5 separate regions of the Mus musculus genome follow, and all the other regions are linked to region 1. The links are chromatin contacts, called in public ChIA-PET, HiChIP or PLAC-seq and promoter capture Hi-C maps. All regions are on one chromosome and are shown on one strand. The core of a region is the stretch at or near the end of the contact, and the rest is flanking DNA. Distances in the headings are between cores, read along the strand shown. Region 1 holds the start of Tmem147 (transmembrane protein 147). Region 2 holds the start of Gramd1a (GRAM domain containing 1A). Region 3 holds the start of Scn1b (sodium channel, voltage-gated, type I, beta). Region 4 overlaps Hpn (hepsin). Region 5 overlaps Gm42377 (a long non-coding RNA gene).

Region 1 (2,836 bases), core at 135-2,634:
TTTTGGGAGAAGTATGGCTAACAACATAAAGGTAGGCTAGGGCTAGACTGCATACCAGACTGATGTTGGAGTCAATGCTCATCTGGATATATTTCCAGTCAAATTCAATGCCTCGGGCTCCCACCCAGAGGGGGATGCATCTGAGGAAGGCAAAAGGAGGCAGTCTCTAGTACCCAGACTCCCCCACCCCCAGCACCCAGCCTCTGATCACCTCCCCTCAGCACCCCTGTGGGACCCAGCTGTCCATTCCCGGAAGTCTGGGCTCCAGTTTGCTCCACACACCGGGACATAATGAGTTCAGCAGTGGCCCAGCCCAGGGCAGCAACCATAATCTTGTACTCCCCCTTGCCTGCATTCCGAGACATGACAAGGTTTAGGCCTATCAGGTCTGCCACATCCACACTGGCCTTCATGAATTCCTGTGGGTCAGGTAGAGGCTCGAGTAAACACGGGGACCAGGTGAACCGACTCCTGCACTCTTCCTTGCCCTTCCCTTGTTCAACTTACCCCAATGAAGTCATAGATGCCACCTTCCCAGGTGGGGAAGAAAGTGGCCAAGAACAACATCTGAGATCAGAAAGTAGAAAGGTCACTGGAAGGTGAGGGAGATTAAAAACCGAAACAAACAAACAAAAAACTATGTGGATACTGTGGAAAGTAAGTGTGCAAGTAGAGGATATGACGCTGGGTTCTAGGGGTCATTCTAGGTGTAAGTGGCAAGATCACGTGATCTTGGGAGATAGAGGGCAAGTGGCCTGGTTTCTAAAAGTCTAGAAGTTCACGGGGGAATCTGATGTCTAAAAATGCCTAGGCAGCACCCTGCGACACCCTGTGGGTGAAATATCGCACTAAGAGGTTTTCTCATTTTACAACAGTTGTAAGAAAAAGTTGCATCAGGGCCTTTCTGGCCTTGCATCCCTTCTAAGGTATTCGGGCATAGTCCCTAAGCGTTGTCTCGAGGGTGGTCCTATGGAAGGTGACAGCTGCAGAGTCAGGCCCCTGAGATCTGGAATGCCTGGAGGCCAGACACGTGGAGTCCGGGAGTCCCTCACCTTGCATAGCTGCACAAAGAGGTAGGTGACCCCGGCCTGGACGCATTTCCAGAAGGCGTTGTATTCAGACCTGAAGAAGCCGGCGGTGAGGGGTCGGCCCGGGTCCCGCACCCTCTCCACCCCGCGCCCGCCCTGCACTCACAGGCCGCTGCATTTGTACGTGATGAAATAGGGAAAGTAGGCGAGGGCGAAGCAGTTCCCGAAGTGGAACAGGGTCATGACGCCAGCCGCCCGGTCCCGCAAATGCGGGACTCGCCAGGCGCAGCGTCTCCTCTAGTCGGCCTCGCCGGCACCGGGGCCTGGCGCCCACCTGCTTTGCCGTGGCCCGCGCGCGGCCTTATGGGAACTGTAGTCCGGCCTGGTACGTCGCGTGCAGTGACGTCAGAGCGCCCAGCTCCGGCTGTGTTGCAGGGACTTCCAGAGCCTTGCTTACACCGTTGAAGACCTTGTGTTCAGACAGCGCTTTCCCTCTCCCACTCGGCTCGGAGCCAAGCGCCACCTCTTCTCGCTCATCCGAGAACTTTGAACCCCGCCCTGAACGCAAGGTGATCGGCGCAGAGACAAGAGGGCAAAGCTGTGCGCATTCTCGTTTTTATTTCATTGTTGACCCGGTGGCGGCGCCTTTGAGTGGAAGCCGAAGTCAGGAACGCGAGGTGCGCAGGGGAGCAAGGAGGGGCCTTTTGTGTTACTTCTCTCGGCTAAACATGTAGCGGAGGAGGTCGACCACTCGGTTACTGTAGCCATATTCGTTGTCGTACCTGAGGAGGCGAGGAAGGAGGCGTCAGTGTGTGTGTGTGTGTGTGTATACGTGTACGCACTCGCGCGCTCGCCCTCTTGTCAGCCTCCCCCACTATCCTCTGGCATCTATCCCCTTTACCAGGCGTGTGTGTGTGTGTGTGTGTGTGTGTGTGTGTGTGTGTGTGTGTGTGTGTGTGTGTACGTGTACGCACTCGCGCGCTCGCCCTCTTGTCAGCCTCCCCCACTATCCTCTGGCATCTTTCCCCTTTACCAGGCGTGTGTGTGTGTGTGTGTGTGTGTGTGTGTGTGTGTGTGTGTGTGTGTACGTGTACGCACTCGCGCGCTCGCCCTCTTGTCAGCCTCCCCCACTATCCTCTGGCATCTTTCCCCTTTACCAGGCAACAAGCTTCACGAAGTTGTCATTGAGGGCAATTCCAGCCTTAGCATCAAAGATGGAAGAATGGGGATTGCCGTTAAAGTCCGTGGAGACCACCTGCGTGACAATTTCAAAGATAAATGTAGTCGAGCAAAGATCTCCAGGAACCCAGACTCTCAAACCACATTGTCAGTCACTCATCTGGTATACTGGACAGAGACCTTTTGTGTTGGTGACAGAATGTGATCAAGGCAGGTGGAACCTTTGTCTCAGGGACACAGCAGGGGAGCTCAGTGGATAAAAGTGCTTGTCACATAAGCGTGAGCTTTCTGTGTTTGGATCCGCAGAATCCATATAGAGGCTGGGCGGTTGATGGACACTTATAGGCCCAGCAGTCCAGCTCCAGACTGAGGCTCCTTGGAACAAGATGACTAGCTAGATTAGTTAGTTGTCAAGCTACCTTACATCTTGCCTCGGTAACAAGTGGAGTGCAATGGAGGAAGACATGTTTATCACCTGTACCTGGTGTACCGGTACATGTGCCCCGTGCATCTGCATGTACCCACACGGGGGAAGAGGATACAGATCACAATACCCTAATGAGGTTGCATTAAACGTTACATGAAGCGATGACTGGCACGAGGCTGGGTCTTGGGAGCAGAGGGAAGGA
Region 2 (2,836 bases), core at 114-2,613, 420 kb after region 1:
TTCAACAGACAAAGCCACAAAGGGTCTGAGAGACAGAGACAATCTCCCACACACACCCAAGGCATGCAACAATGCCACATTTGGATACACTGGGACTTTCCCACAGACGGAATCAGAGGTAAGTGAGCCACCCACAGGGCCCAGTGACACCACACTGTCACCGGTAGACACATGCAATTTCTACTTGTTCACGGAACCAAAAGACATCCAAATGTGGATGTCAGGCGCACAGCAGCTGAGCCCCAACCACATGCACACATACTCAAATCACAATGAGAGCTCACGGAGGTAACTCACAGACGTAATTCATGGTGAATTATAGGTACAGTCAGCCAAGAGACTGAAGCGGAATGCTGTACAAGTCACAATGAGGCACAAGCTCAGAATGTGTGATTTGCACACGGTGCCACAAAGAAAATGAGACACGTCTCACACACAACCACAGTGGGTCCAAGAGCACCAGATGCACTCGACCTGGGTGGTAGCCATCACACAGAAGATGATAGATAACATACAGACAGCCACACAACATTGCCCCAAAGAATCCCAGCTGTTACACACACACACACACACACACATACACACACACACACACACACACCACGCTGAGCACAATCACAAACGGAAACCCGCAGGCACAGGTGACCAGGCAGGAGTGGCGGGGGCGGGAGGGGGGCAGAACACACCCGACCCCCACCCCGCCGAGATCTCAGGCTCAAAGAAGCTCCTTTTCCCCAGCCCCCACGACAAACGGGGACCACCGACCGGAGGATCTGCGGGGCCTGCCCAGTAATGGGGATGGGGGGTGGGGCTGCTCGCGGCCCTTTCATCTGGGTGTTGGGTCAGGGCTCCCCGTAGGGGGACGATCAGGGCCTAGAGGAGCTCCCCGCTGCCCATATGCGTCCCAGGCCGGTAGTGACGCCCCAATCTTGGGTCTCGCCGCCAGGTTGCAATCCCTCACGTGTACCCCTTCTGGTCCCCAGCGGGGTCGCTCCTACATGCACCAGCTTGGAAACCCAGCTCCGGCCCTCTGCCGCAGCCCGATCGCACCACCGTCCCCGCTTCCCACCCCGAGGCCCGGTGCTTACTCGAACATGGATGCGGCGCCCCGGCTGCAGGGCAGGACCCGGCCGGCTGCTCTGAGATGGGCCTCCCGGGCCTCGCCTGCCTCGGCCGCCGCCTCCACCGGACCCTGCCACCCGCACAAAAGGCCGGAGCCGCCGGAGGCCGCCTCGGCGTCAGCGACACCCCCTTCCTGCTCCCGCCCCGCGCGTCACGGCGCCGCCCCCGCCGGGAGGGGGACATGGACGCGAGCGCGGGCCTAGGCCTAGGATGGCTGGGGAAAGAGTCCGGCTGGGAGACAGAAGAAAATTTTTATTTAAAATGAGCAGCCTGGGCGGGGCGTGATAGCGCACGCCTCACATCCCAGAGGCTGAGACAGGAGGATTGGCATGAGTTCGAGGCCAGCTTGGGCTACATAATGAATTCCAGGCCACTGGAATGCAGAGTGAGAATTTGTCTTCAAAACAAATGAGCAAACAAGTTTAAACACCCTGGGCTTCTCCCCTGGACCCAGAAGAGTCTCTGAGAAGTGGGATGGAGGTGGGTGACAGGCTGATGCTGGGAAGAACTGGCCTGGGGCGGAAGTCTGGGGGTGGGGTCGGGGAACCACAGCTGGAGGGTGGAAAGCCTCTTCCCGTTCTCCCCACCCAGCCTCAGAACCTCAGTTCCTGCCTTAGAAGCGTTCACTTTTCCGCGCGCGCGTGTGTATGGAGACTTCCCCAGCCTAATCGTGCAGACCACGTCAGATTCCAGCCCACCCGGCTCCTAGCAGTGCTGTGTGCGCTTGGGCAAGTCCCTCAGGCCTGGGGAGCCCCCTGCTCCCAGGCAAGGGGTTTCCCCCAGAACAGCACAGGGGCAGGGCTCATCAGCGTTTTTGATACTGGGAAGCCTGCCGAGCCTCAGGACGGGAAATGACCATACATTGCAGTGTAGGACGAGTTCTTGTGCCAGCCAGCCCTGCACCCACCTCTGCAAGCCAGGCGTGGTTGTCGTCCTTGTTGGAGAACACAATGTGAACGAGCCTCTGGCTTTGGGACCCAGCCCAGGGATTTCTCCCCACCCCTCTTCGGCCTTCAGCCTCTTGTCCAGCTACAGTAGGCCCAGTCCCACCTTGTTTGGTTTCCATTCCTATCCCGCTCTGTTACCACTTACAGCCAGAGCTCTAGCCTGTGAATCGCCAAGTCTGGCCAGAGGCCTCTTGGCTTCAAGCCCTACCCTGGCTCCACCTCATTCCTTGTTTTAAAAAAAAAAGTGCTCATCTTGGTGTCCAGAGCCCTCCTGATTGGGCCCCTTCCACCTGTCTGTCTAACTGGTTCCTCCTTAGCCTCCTGGTTGATTATCCCAGGTGTCAATCTACCCCCCTGCTCATCCCACCTGCCTCCGGCCTCAGGACCTTTGCACTGCTATCCCTTCCACAGGAGGAAGCTCGCTCTTCTTGCATGGCTGCCTTCCATCTTTCTGTGTTGCTCTTTTTATACGTCCGTAGCTTGTTTACTCTTAGAAAGACATTTACTTCGGTGGTGAGGGCTTGGGTGGGTTGGATATCATTATATAGCCTGGGCTGGCCTCAAACCTCAGTATGTAGCTGAGTCAGGGCTCGAATTTATGAACTTGCCTCAGCCTCCTAAATGCTGGGATTACAGGCAGGAACCACCAACCGCACAAATTTTTACATTTTTACTTAGTGAATATTCATTTCAAATAAAAGTGTATAATGGCCATCTGTGTCCTCACCATAAGACATAAGAGGTTCAGTATGCATAAAAAGCCTCAT
Region 3 (2,836 bases), core at 233-2,732, 400 kb after region 1:
GCCCAGGTCCTCAAAAAGCCAACAGCCTTCTAAGTGGTGGCTCTAGCATTAAATGTCACTCCCACCATGAAAGAGGTCTGCAGAGCCAGTCGTGGGTTGAGAGATAGGAAGGTTGGGTGAGGGGGTTCACTCTAGCTCTGTTTCTTTCTTCCCCTAGCTTCTGTGTTGGAATCCATCCCCTCCCGATCTTCACCATCTTGCCCTGTCCCCTCTTCCGCAGACTCACTTCCTCGCTTCAAGACCTTCACCCCAAGTTAAAAGTTCTTTGCTTCACCACTGGGTTAGAGGCCTCTGGTCCCTCTTTCACCCACTTACCTGCCACCTCTTGTGTCCCACCACACACTAACTGTATAAGTCATGTCACCAACTTTAGCTCTGGGTCTTTTCCTTGTCTCCCCAACCCCCAACCTCCTGATCTCTTAGTCTTCAAGGCTTCTGGTTCACCTTCCCGTTTGCTCCAGTCTCCCCCATGTTTATTCCTCCTAAAGGTCTCTGAAGATCCCAGCAGGGCTGTATTCCGTCGTTTTCCCACCACTGTATGTCTCGCCATTACTATTACTGTTGTTGTTTTAAACTCCATCTGGCAGGCATTCTGTTCCTGGGACTGCCTCTCTATCTCCATCCCTTCCTGGTCTCTCCAGATCTTTCTGCTGCTCTCAAGTTTCTCTGTTCCTGGCTCCGGTTCCTAACTCTCTCCCTCCAATGTCCCTGTCTGCCCCAGTCTGTCTCTCAGTTTACCTCCACGTCCAGGGCATGCCCGGAGTCCTCACTCGGTATCCATGCCTCCCGGTTCGTTTCGGGCCCCAGTCCCAGGCGCTGCCTTCCCCCACCCCTCACGCGGCTGTGGGTGTCACATTGCAGCCTGCGGGGCTCTGCAAGCAGCTGACTCCGCGTCTCCTCGCCCCCGGCCCGGCGCCCGCGGCGGCACCTCTGTACCAAGTGTCCCTCCACACCCCCCCGAGAAACCCTTGCATCTCCACGATCCTTCTGTGCCGTCCAGGGTCCCGCGACCCCAACGACCTCGCACCCCGCACAACTTCCCAGGCCGGGACTTGGCGCGGCTCCGGCCACTTGGGCGGGGGGCGTCCCGAGCGCCGACGGCGCGTGTCCCCCAGCAACACTCACCCAGCGCCGCGCCCACCACGAGAGCCAGCAGCGTCCCCATGGCCGCGCAAGGCGGTGGGTGCGCAGAGCGCGGCGACAGGCGATGGGCCCCGGCGGCGACTGGCCCGGGCGCGGGCGCGGCAGCTGCTGCTGGGGGGGCGCGCCCCCCCGCTCCGGTTACCGCCGGGGGCCCAGCCCCGGGGCTCGGAGAGCAGGCATCCCCGCCGCGCGGCGGGAGGCTCGGGATGCTGCGTGCGCGCGCGCCACAGGGCGCATCCAGGCTGCGGCGACCCCTGCCTGGCTCCGGACGTTGCTCGCGCTCGGGCTCCCGGCGCTGGGGTGCGGACCGCGGGCTCCTGCGCACTGCAGCGGCGGCCCGGGAGGGAGGAGGGAGACGGAGGAGGGAGGAGGGAGCGGGAGGGGGCGGGATGAATCACCGCGGGGGGAGGGCGCGGCCGCCCAGCCTTTGCCGCAGCGGCCCGGGAGGCGCCCGGGCACCGGCCTCTCCGGTGGCTTCGTGGCTTCTGCACACCCGTTGCATGGTCTAGGTCATTCCGGCTTCACCAGACTCTCTGGGGGTGTCGGAACCCTTTCCTCTTCCTCTTCTGAGAAAGGTCATCTCTAGACACCCAAGAGGACTTGGAGGACAGTTTGAGGGACCAATTTCCGTCTTCCTAATTATAGAGGTTAACCTTATCCAGTTCTTGGGGAGATAAGGCTGAGACATCCCAGAGACCTACTTATGACACCTGAGATCCCTCGGACTGGAGATCTCAGGACCTAAGAGGGCATGGCGGAGTGAAAGGGTCAAGCTAGGTATACATAGAAACCTGTAGACCTTATCCAAGCCAAAAGGGTACCTTGGCATCCCACAGCTCTGGGGGTCGGAGGTGCGGGATTTCAAAGGGGCCATTCCCGCGATCCCCCGCTGCTACTCTGACGTCATCTTCTCAGCTCTCCTCCCACTCCATCGTCCACCGTTCCTCCACCCCCAGCACACCAGCTCATCACTGCTTCAGGGCTTTTGCCCTACTTCCATTCTGCCTGGACACCCCCCACCCCGACCCCGCCTACTATCCCCAGGTGATGGAAGGGCTGATTGTGCTGAAGCCCAGGGCTCCAATGTCACCTTCACAGTATTTTCTGTGCCCATTTTGAGTAATCTGCCTTTCTCCACACTGACTACATCATCTTGGCTCTTATTTACTTTGTCAGAACAGCTGTCAGTACCTAACATTATGGGGGTTTGTTTTGGTTTTTATTATATTTTACTTACTCTGTATGTGTGAGACCATACACCAATTCCGAGGCATACATATGAAGGTCAGAGGGCAACTTGGGGGGGGGGGAGTGAGTCCTATATGTTTAACTTTGGAGACAGGATCTCACTATGTAGACCATGCTGACTTCTAACTGGTGGTCTCCTGCTTCAGTATGTACCACCACACCACGTTCGTATTCTTTTATATGATTTGTCTGTTTGTTGTGTGTACCTCACCCCCTGGGTGAGGGCACTGACCTGTGTCCCAAACAGGTCCCTAGCACCTTAACTTCTGCTAGGATCGTTAAAGGGCCACCAGGACCAAGGTGGGAGAGAGACTCTTGGCAGGGGTTGGCTGGCCCTGTCCTAGCTTCCAGTTCAGCATGAAATAAAGCCCCAGTGAAGCCCCAGTGTGGGGCAGGTCCAGGACCTAGCGGCCAGGAGCCAGGGACACCAGACACCTTTGTGGTC
Region 4 (2,836 bases), core at 188-2,687, 370 kb after region 1:
TGTATCCCAGGCTTGCCTCAAACTCCTGATCCTTCTACTTCAATACCCTGAGTGCTGCATCCTGTCCTGCTTACACCTCTTAAAATTTGTTTTCTTAATTCTGTGTGTGTGTGTTTGTGTGTGTGTGTGTACATGAGTGCATGTGCTCCTGGAACCAGAAGAGGGCGCTGTATCCCCCAGAGCTGGAGTTAACAGGAGTTCTCAGTCTGAGTACTGGGAACTGAACTCAGGTCCTTTGGAAGAACACCAAGGACTCTTACCACTGATCAATCCCCCCAAGCTTGTATACCCCATTTCTGAATAAAGTATTCACCCTTGGGTGTCTCACTGTAGCAATGGAAAATAAATTAATACATGCCTAAATTTCTACCAGATCCCTTAGAATAGGGAGGGCCACAATCCTCTCCCACCTCTCAGGGCCATGCCATGCCCTCTCCATTTGTCCCCTCTGCACAAGCATTCTCCTTCCTCCAAAACAAATCTGTTCAAACCCTTCACAGGGCACCATGCACAGGAATGGTGTCTTTTTTCAGCTGACAATTACGAAGGGGACATTTATGGTCGCCTCCCTCCAACTCTGTATACAGTTGTGTGTGTGTGTTGCTCGGATTCAAACCCAGGACTTTGAGCATGCTAGGGGAGTCTTGTGCATTTTTGGCAAGCCAACATTTGATTGACCCGCCAAAATGCCACAGACGAGACAATGTTGGAAAACCCTGAGGGGCAGTGGCGGATTGGTGTTCTGTGAGTGACATGCAGGACTGGGGGGCTCTTTGCAGGCAATACAGTGTTGAAGATCGACCTTACTAAGGCTGTGGGGGATCAGGTGCTCATGGCTAGAATGTTTCCCAGACAAATGGACTGTGAGTCCCTCCAGGGTGTTTTTGAAGATATTTCTGTTTGCGGCTAACAGGCTGTGTGGTATTCTAACATTTATCAGTTAAGATCTTAAGCTGGCAGTGGTAAGGCTGGGAACCCACACTGGCAAACCTGAGGCTGGTTTGTCACACACTGAAGGCCAGCCTGGGTGACATAGAGTTCCAGACCAGTTAGGGTTCCTACCCACCAAATCCCCCCAAAAGGCTGAATGCGGGTGACAAAGCCCTTAATCCTAAATCAAATGGATGTCTGTGAGTTCAAAGGAAACTTGATCTTCACAGTGAGTTCCAGGAAAGCCAGGGCTACATAGTGAGACTCTGTCCCCCCCCCCCCAAAAAAAAAGAAAGAAAAAAAAAAGAAAAAGAAAAAGAAAAGCCCCCCCCCTCAAAACAAGAAGAAGAAAAAAAAACCAGCAAAAATAAATTTAGAAATGTTTAAAATTTTGAGAAGTGGCATAGGTTGAGTGTTTTGTCCCGCTGAGCCGGCCTTTTTCAGCCTGTCTGGGAAGAGCCTTAAGTTCTCAAGCGCCAGGGCTGCAGCTCCCTCTGGTGGCCATCTACACTGCTACAGAGGTCTGCAGATGCAGGCAGGGGAAGAGCAGGAAGGGGTGGGTCTCTGAGGGGACGGCCCTTCAAGCTGCACTTACAAGGCTTGCCACTCACCCCTCTCTGCCCCACAAGGTTTTGTTTTCTGTTGCCCATAAGCAGACATATTTATTGTCCCTCGAACATTGACGTCCACTTTCTCTGGAAACAGCGCCTCATTTTCTTATGAAGAGTCTTCCACACACAGCTCATGTGGATCCTGAAGGCCCAGCCCGCGTCCCCAGCCCCCAGCCCCAGGCACCACTTTGGGTACAGGGAAATGCAACAAGTTCACACGACTCAATTCTGACCCAGAGCTGGGTCTCCCCAGGCTTCCCCCCCCCCCCGCCCTCCGCTCTTGTGTTCTCATAAAAGGAGTGCACACGCACACGCGCGCGCGCGCGCACACACACACACACACACACACACACACACACACACGCACGCACGCACGCACTGGCATCATGAACTTGATCCACTGCACATACCCTCACTTATGTAGAAATGGGACGAGTTTCTTCTGGTTGTGGGAAAGTCTGCAGAAAGCTAGCAGAGTGAAGGAAATTTGAGAGTTGTTGGGTTGAGCAATCCTAAAGTCAGATTCTTTCGGGCATTTTAGCACCCCCCTCCACCTTCCTTTTATTTTTTGAGATAGGGTCTCACTCTGCAGCCAAGACTGGCCTGCCTGGAACTCACTACGTAGCTCAGGATAGCTTTTCACTCGTGAAGATCCTCCCAAGTGTTGGAACTACAGGAGTCAGCCACCAGGATCGGCTTAAATGTTTTCTCAAACGGGTAGGGACTGGGAGGGTCACAATCCCTTTTTGATTTGTGTTAGGCCCTCAGTCCTCTCTGCTACTCTCAAAATGTCCACACCGCTGCTTCCGTTTGTAGACGCAGAGACCCATTAATCAAAACCACCTTTATTATTTAAAGAGCATCTGCACAAGGGGCTCCCTAGAGCGCCCCCCAGAGGACAGAGTAATATTTACATGGGGTGGGAGGGTGAGGCCAATGGCCCTGGGATTGAGTGGGCCGGCCACTGTGGAAGAGAAGTCCTTGGATCCAGCATCCTTGGACCCGTGGACTGGATCTGAGCAGGAAACCATTCCATGTGAGGCCCAGTGTGGAGCCTACCACGTGGGGCTGGAGCCACCAGACCAACTCTGACTCTGGATGCTAGTGCAGCACGGAGCAGCGAGATGAGGCGGGATCAGGGCTGAGTCACCATGCCACTGGCTTCGGAGTGAGTCTAGGGAAAGAGCCACAGGCTTCCAAGGTCTCAGACGCTTGTCCCATCCCCAGAAGCCTATGGGAATCCACCTGTTCTCCAGAGTACCCTCTTACTTTTCCTTATTAGGGTCCCAGACAGT
Region 5 (2,836 bases), core at 235-2,734, 270 kb after region 1:
GTACACATTATTAATTTTCATAGCACATCATAAATAACTAGCATTCTAACGTTACAGATGATTAATAGAAACATGGAGAAATTAAATCCACATCTAAGGGGACACTAGTTGGAAGTATTGGGTCTGGGTACTGGACCCAATTTGGTGGCTTTAGAATCCTACTTTCATTTGTTTATTTTCTGCTTCAGAGAATGTCAGAGATAGCCCCGCATTGACTTTGCTATGTAGACTAGGATGACAGTTTAAACCCCTGACCCTCCTGTCTATGTTTACCAACCACCGAGATTACAGACATGGCCTTCACTTTATCCATGTTATGGTCCTTGCTTTTGAGTTACATGTAGTTATAGCCAAAACAAACAAACAAACAAACAAACCAGTCATATTAACCCAAGCAGAGTGGCATATTCTTATATTCCCAGCATGTAGAAGGGTCAGGATTTCAAGGCCAAGGCCAACCTAGGTTACAGTGAGACCCTGTCTCAAATTAATGACTGGAGAGTTGGCTCAGCAGTTAAGAGCATTTGATGCTCTTGCCAAAGACCTGGGTTTGATTCCCAGCACCCACGGGGCAGCTCAAATCGTCTATAACCCTAGTTCCAGGGGATCAAAAGATCCTCTTCTGGGGTGCTCTGACACTGTTTGCATGTGGTGCATATACAGACAAGCAGATGTACAAACACACCTACACACAAAAAAAAAATAATAAACGAACAACAACAGCACAGGGCATGGCGGTGCATGTCTTTATTCTAATCGCTCAGGTGGACCTCATGAGTTTGAGACCAGCCTGAGCTACATAGTGATCCCCAGGCCAGCAAGGGGCTCCACTGTAAGACAGTGTCTCAAAATTTAAACAAAACAAATAGTAGTGGCATACCCCTCTCCCATCCAGAGCAGATACTCTGCCCCAACTCGATGCCGAGAGCCAGGAATGCCCTTGCCTTCTTAGGGAGGTACTGTTATTTTCTGTTTTCCACAGATGGGGAAACTGAGGCAGCTGAGACTTGAACCCAGGCACTGGGGACCTGCCAGTGCCATGTCCAGAACGTACTTCTGCATGTCAGGGCGTTAGGGGCGAGCTCCACTTTTGAGATACTCCTGCAGTCAGATGGGCAGGGGGTCCCAGGACAGTCCAGGCTCTCTAAGACCACTGTGCTGCCTCCTGCTTCTTTCCCCTCCCCCCAGTGCCTGCTCAGAGTCCCAGGACTCATTTGCAGACAGGCTGACCTAATGCAGGCTGAGCCAGAGAGGTGAGTCCAGGCAATCGGGCCAGTGGCCCAGCCTGAGTCACTGGGCAGGGCTGTGGTCAGGGCTCAGAGGGCTAGTAGCAGCTTGTGTCTAGGAGGGACATCACCTGGATATTGTTCCAGTCCCTGCCTCCTCCACTGCAAGTGACCTTGGCGCCTAGCAGACCCCTGCAGGGAACAGTCCCTGCCCACTGCCTTGACAGGAAGCCTGGGCAGGAAGCCAAGTCATATTTAACCCATTTATGAGAACTGAGACGTGTCTATTTATAGCCTTTTGATTTGTCTGCCAAGCGTGAGCTGGTGGACGGACGCAGCAGCATCTCCATGTGGAAAGCTGCCTGCTGCTCCACAGAGGTAAGATGGAGTTTGGCTGCACGGCTCAGTTTCCCCAGCCACCCTGCAGATGTGGATGAGACTGTGTTCTCCATTTTCCAGTGGGGAGACTGGGTCTCAGAGAGGCACGGTTGCTTCCTCTTAGCCACATGGCCACAGGTGGGTAAAACAGAAATCATAGAGACAGTTGACGAGCAAAAAGCCTCTAATCACCAAATGGCCATCAACTCCTTAGGCAACTGAAGTCTTTTCCCCAGAATTCTCTGGAAATATTCCATCCTTGCCAGGCTTTCTGGTTTTCCTTCACCTATCTCCAGCTTCCCTCCCATCTCAACATCTTCCTCTTTGTTGGTAAAGTGTTGCCCTTTCTACCTCTTCATGGTCTTCCCTCCTCTTTCACTACTTTCTAGTTCTGTCTGTCTGTTTGCCTGCCTCCCTCTCCTTCCCTCCCTCCCTCTTTTCCTCCCTTCTTCCTCCCCCTCTTGAGTCAGGATCCCACTATGTTAGCCCAGGTTAGCCTTGAACTCAGAATGTCCCACTTCAGACTCCGGAATGTTGGAATTATTGATGTATATTTCCACACCTAGATTGTTCCTTGCTCCATGGTTGTTTAAATAGGGTTTAATTATGTTGCCCAATGTGGTCACCCACCTTGTGGCTTAAGTGATCCCTCCCCCGACCATGTCCCCTGTGCCTCAGCTTCCAGATTAGTAGCTACAACTACAGATGCGGGTTACTCTGTTCAATTTACTTCTCTTATGGAGGCCAACATGTTGTTTGTCACAAGAGCTGGTATTTAAGGGGCTCCCATGATAAAAAAAATCCAGGTGAGGTTCCCATGAGGCTTTGCTGGACTCTGTAGTAAGCAGCACTGACAGCCCCAGTCTACAGATGGAGGCCAGGCACACACAGCAACCAGGCGACTGTGTGGTCCATCCTTGGTGTCTCTGGTGCCCTTACCCGTGCCAGGTTCCGTGTGGCTCAACGTCAAGAGACGGCATGAGAAACGAATGAGTCAGCAGTCCTCAACCATGGAGGGGCTGATGCTGGTTGGTCCTCAGGGACGGGATACATGGAGGGGTCCCTGGTACAAGGCTTTTGGTAGCATCGTCGTTCTTTGTCTCTGGGTTTCCGGATGTGAAGGAAGGTTCGTGCTCCTACTGTCTTATGTTGGGGAAGGAGAGGATGGACACACGTGGGCATGGACCTAGTAGATGGTTCCTATAGCTGGTGAATTGTGGCTGTTCAGCCTG

What was found. ChIA-PET counts read pairs in DNA pulled down with a chosen protein or histone mark. HiChIP or PLAC-seq counts read pairs in DNA pulled down with a chosen protein or histone mark. Capture Hi-C pulls out chosen DNA fragments and counts their contacts.
Region 2: a promoter capture Hi-C map of liver shows a contact between it and region 1. The contact joins the promoter of Gramd1a here to the promoter of Tmem147 in region 1. A contact is called at or near these places in 3 of 39 promoter capture datasets (cranial neural crest, maxillary cranial neural crest and pre-B cells), 2 of 115 datasets of contacts at active chromatin or transcription factors (memory CD8 T cells and pancreatic cancer cells) and 2 of 9 other capture datasets (adipose tissue and liver).
Region 3: a contact with region 1 is called in an HNF4G HiChIP or PLAC-seq map of pancreatic cancer cells. The contact joins the promoter of Scn1b here to the promoter of Tmem147 in region 1. A contact is called at or near these places in 1 of 115 datasets of contacts at active chromatin or transcription factors (pancreatic cancer cells) and 2 of 9 other capture datasets (adipose tissue and liver).
Region 4: a contact with region 1 is called in an H3K4me3 HiChIP or PLAC-seq map of bone marrow-derived macrophages, with 3 times the contacts expected there. The contact joins the enhancer-like site here to the promoter of Tmem147 in region 1. A contact is called at or near these places in 8 of 39 promoter capture datasets (the C10 cell line, the HPC-7 cell line, cranial neural crest and 5 more), 1 of 484 Hi-C or Micro-C datasets (cerebral cortex), 5 of 115 datasets of contacts at active chromatin or transcription factors (bone marrow-derived macrophages, effector CD8 T cells, embryonic stem cells and 2 more) and 3 of 9 other capture datasets (adipose tissue, embryonic stem cells and liver).
Region 5: an RNA polymerase II ChIA-PET map of memory CD8 T cells shows a contact between it and region 1, with 11 read pairs. The contact joins the enhancer-like site here to the promoter of Tmem147 in region 1. A contact is called at or near these places in 6 of 39 promoter capture datasets (the HPC-7 cell line, cranial neural crest, embryonic stem cells and 3 more), 3 of 115 datasets of contacts at active chromatin or transcription factors (embryonic stem cells, large pre-B cells and memory CD8 T cells) and 2 of 9 other capture datasets (adipose tissue and liver).

What each region holds. Positions count from the first base shown.
Region 1 is chr7:30,728,150-30,730,985 of GRCm38.p6, forward strand. It overlaps Tmem147 (transmembrane protein 147), which reads right to left and starts at 1,385. Exons shown (of 7, transcript NM_027215.2): 1 at 1,195-1,385; 2 at 1,053-1,122; 3 at 508-567; 4 at 283-419; 5 at 56-140. The coding sequence starts at 1,271. Gapdhs (glyceraldehyde-3-phosphate dehydrogenase, spermatogenic) reads right to left here. Exons shown (of 11, transcript NM_008085.2): 10 at 2,186-2,283; 11 at 1,630-1,810. The coding sequence ends at 1,738.
Region 2 is chr7:31,149,808-31,152,643 of GRCm38.p6, forward strand. It overlaps Gramd1a (GRAM domain containing 1A), which reads right to left and starts at 1,364. Exons shown (of 19, transcript NM_027898.4): 1 at 1,089-1,364. The coding sequence starts at 1,096.
Region 3 is chr7:31,125,541-31,128,376 of GRCm38.p6, forward strand. It overlaps Scn1b (sodium channel, voltage-gated, type I, beta), which reads right to left and starts at 1,483. Exons shown (of 6, transcript NM_011322.3): 1 at 1,126-1,483. The coding sequence starts at 1,165.
Region 4 is chr7:31,096,359-31,099,194 of GRCm38.p6, forward strand. It overlaps Hpn (hepsin), which reads right to left. Exons shown (of 14, transcript NM_001110252.2): 14 at 2,367-2,715. The coding sequence ends at 2,677. Among named protein-coding and RNA genes, the nearest start is that of Hpn, 18 kb to the right of the region's middle. Within about 2 kb of position 1,438, at least 18 of the 459 cell types and tissues checked have an H3K27ac peak or open chromatin away from gene starts, as enhancers often do. A contact at or near this core is called in the HPC-7 cell line, bone marrow-derived macrophages and liver, where this site is marked.
Region 5 is chr7:30,999,362-31,002,197 of GRCm38.p6, forward strand. All of the region lies in intron 2 of Gm42377 (a long non-coding RNA gene), which reads right to left. Among named protein-coding and RNA genes, the nearest start is that of Fam187b, 19 kb to the left of the region's middle. Within about 2 kb of position 1,485, at least 143 of the 459 cell types and tissues checked have an H3K27ac peak or open chromatin away from gene starts, as enhancers often do. A contact at or near this core is called in the HPC-7 cell line, adipose tissue, memory CD8 T cells and 1 more, where this site is marked.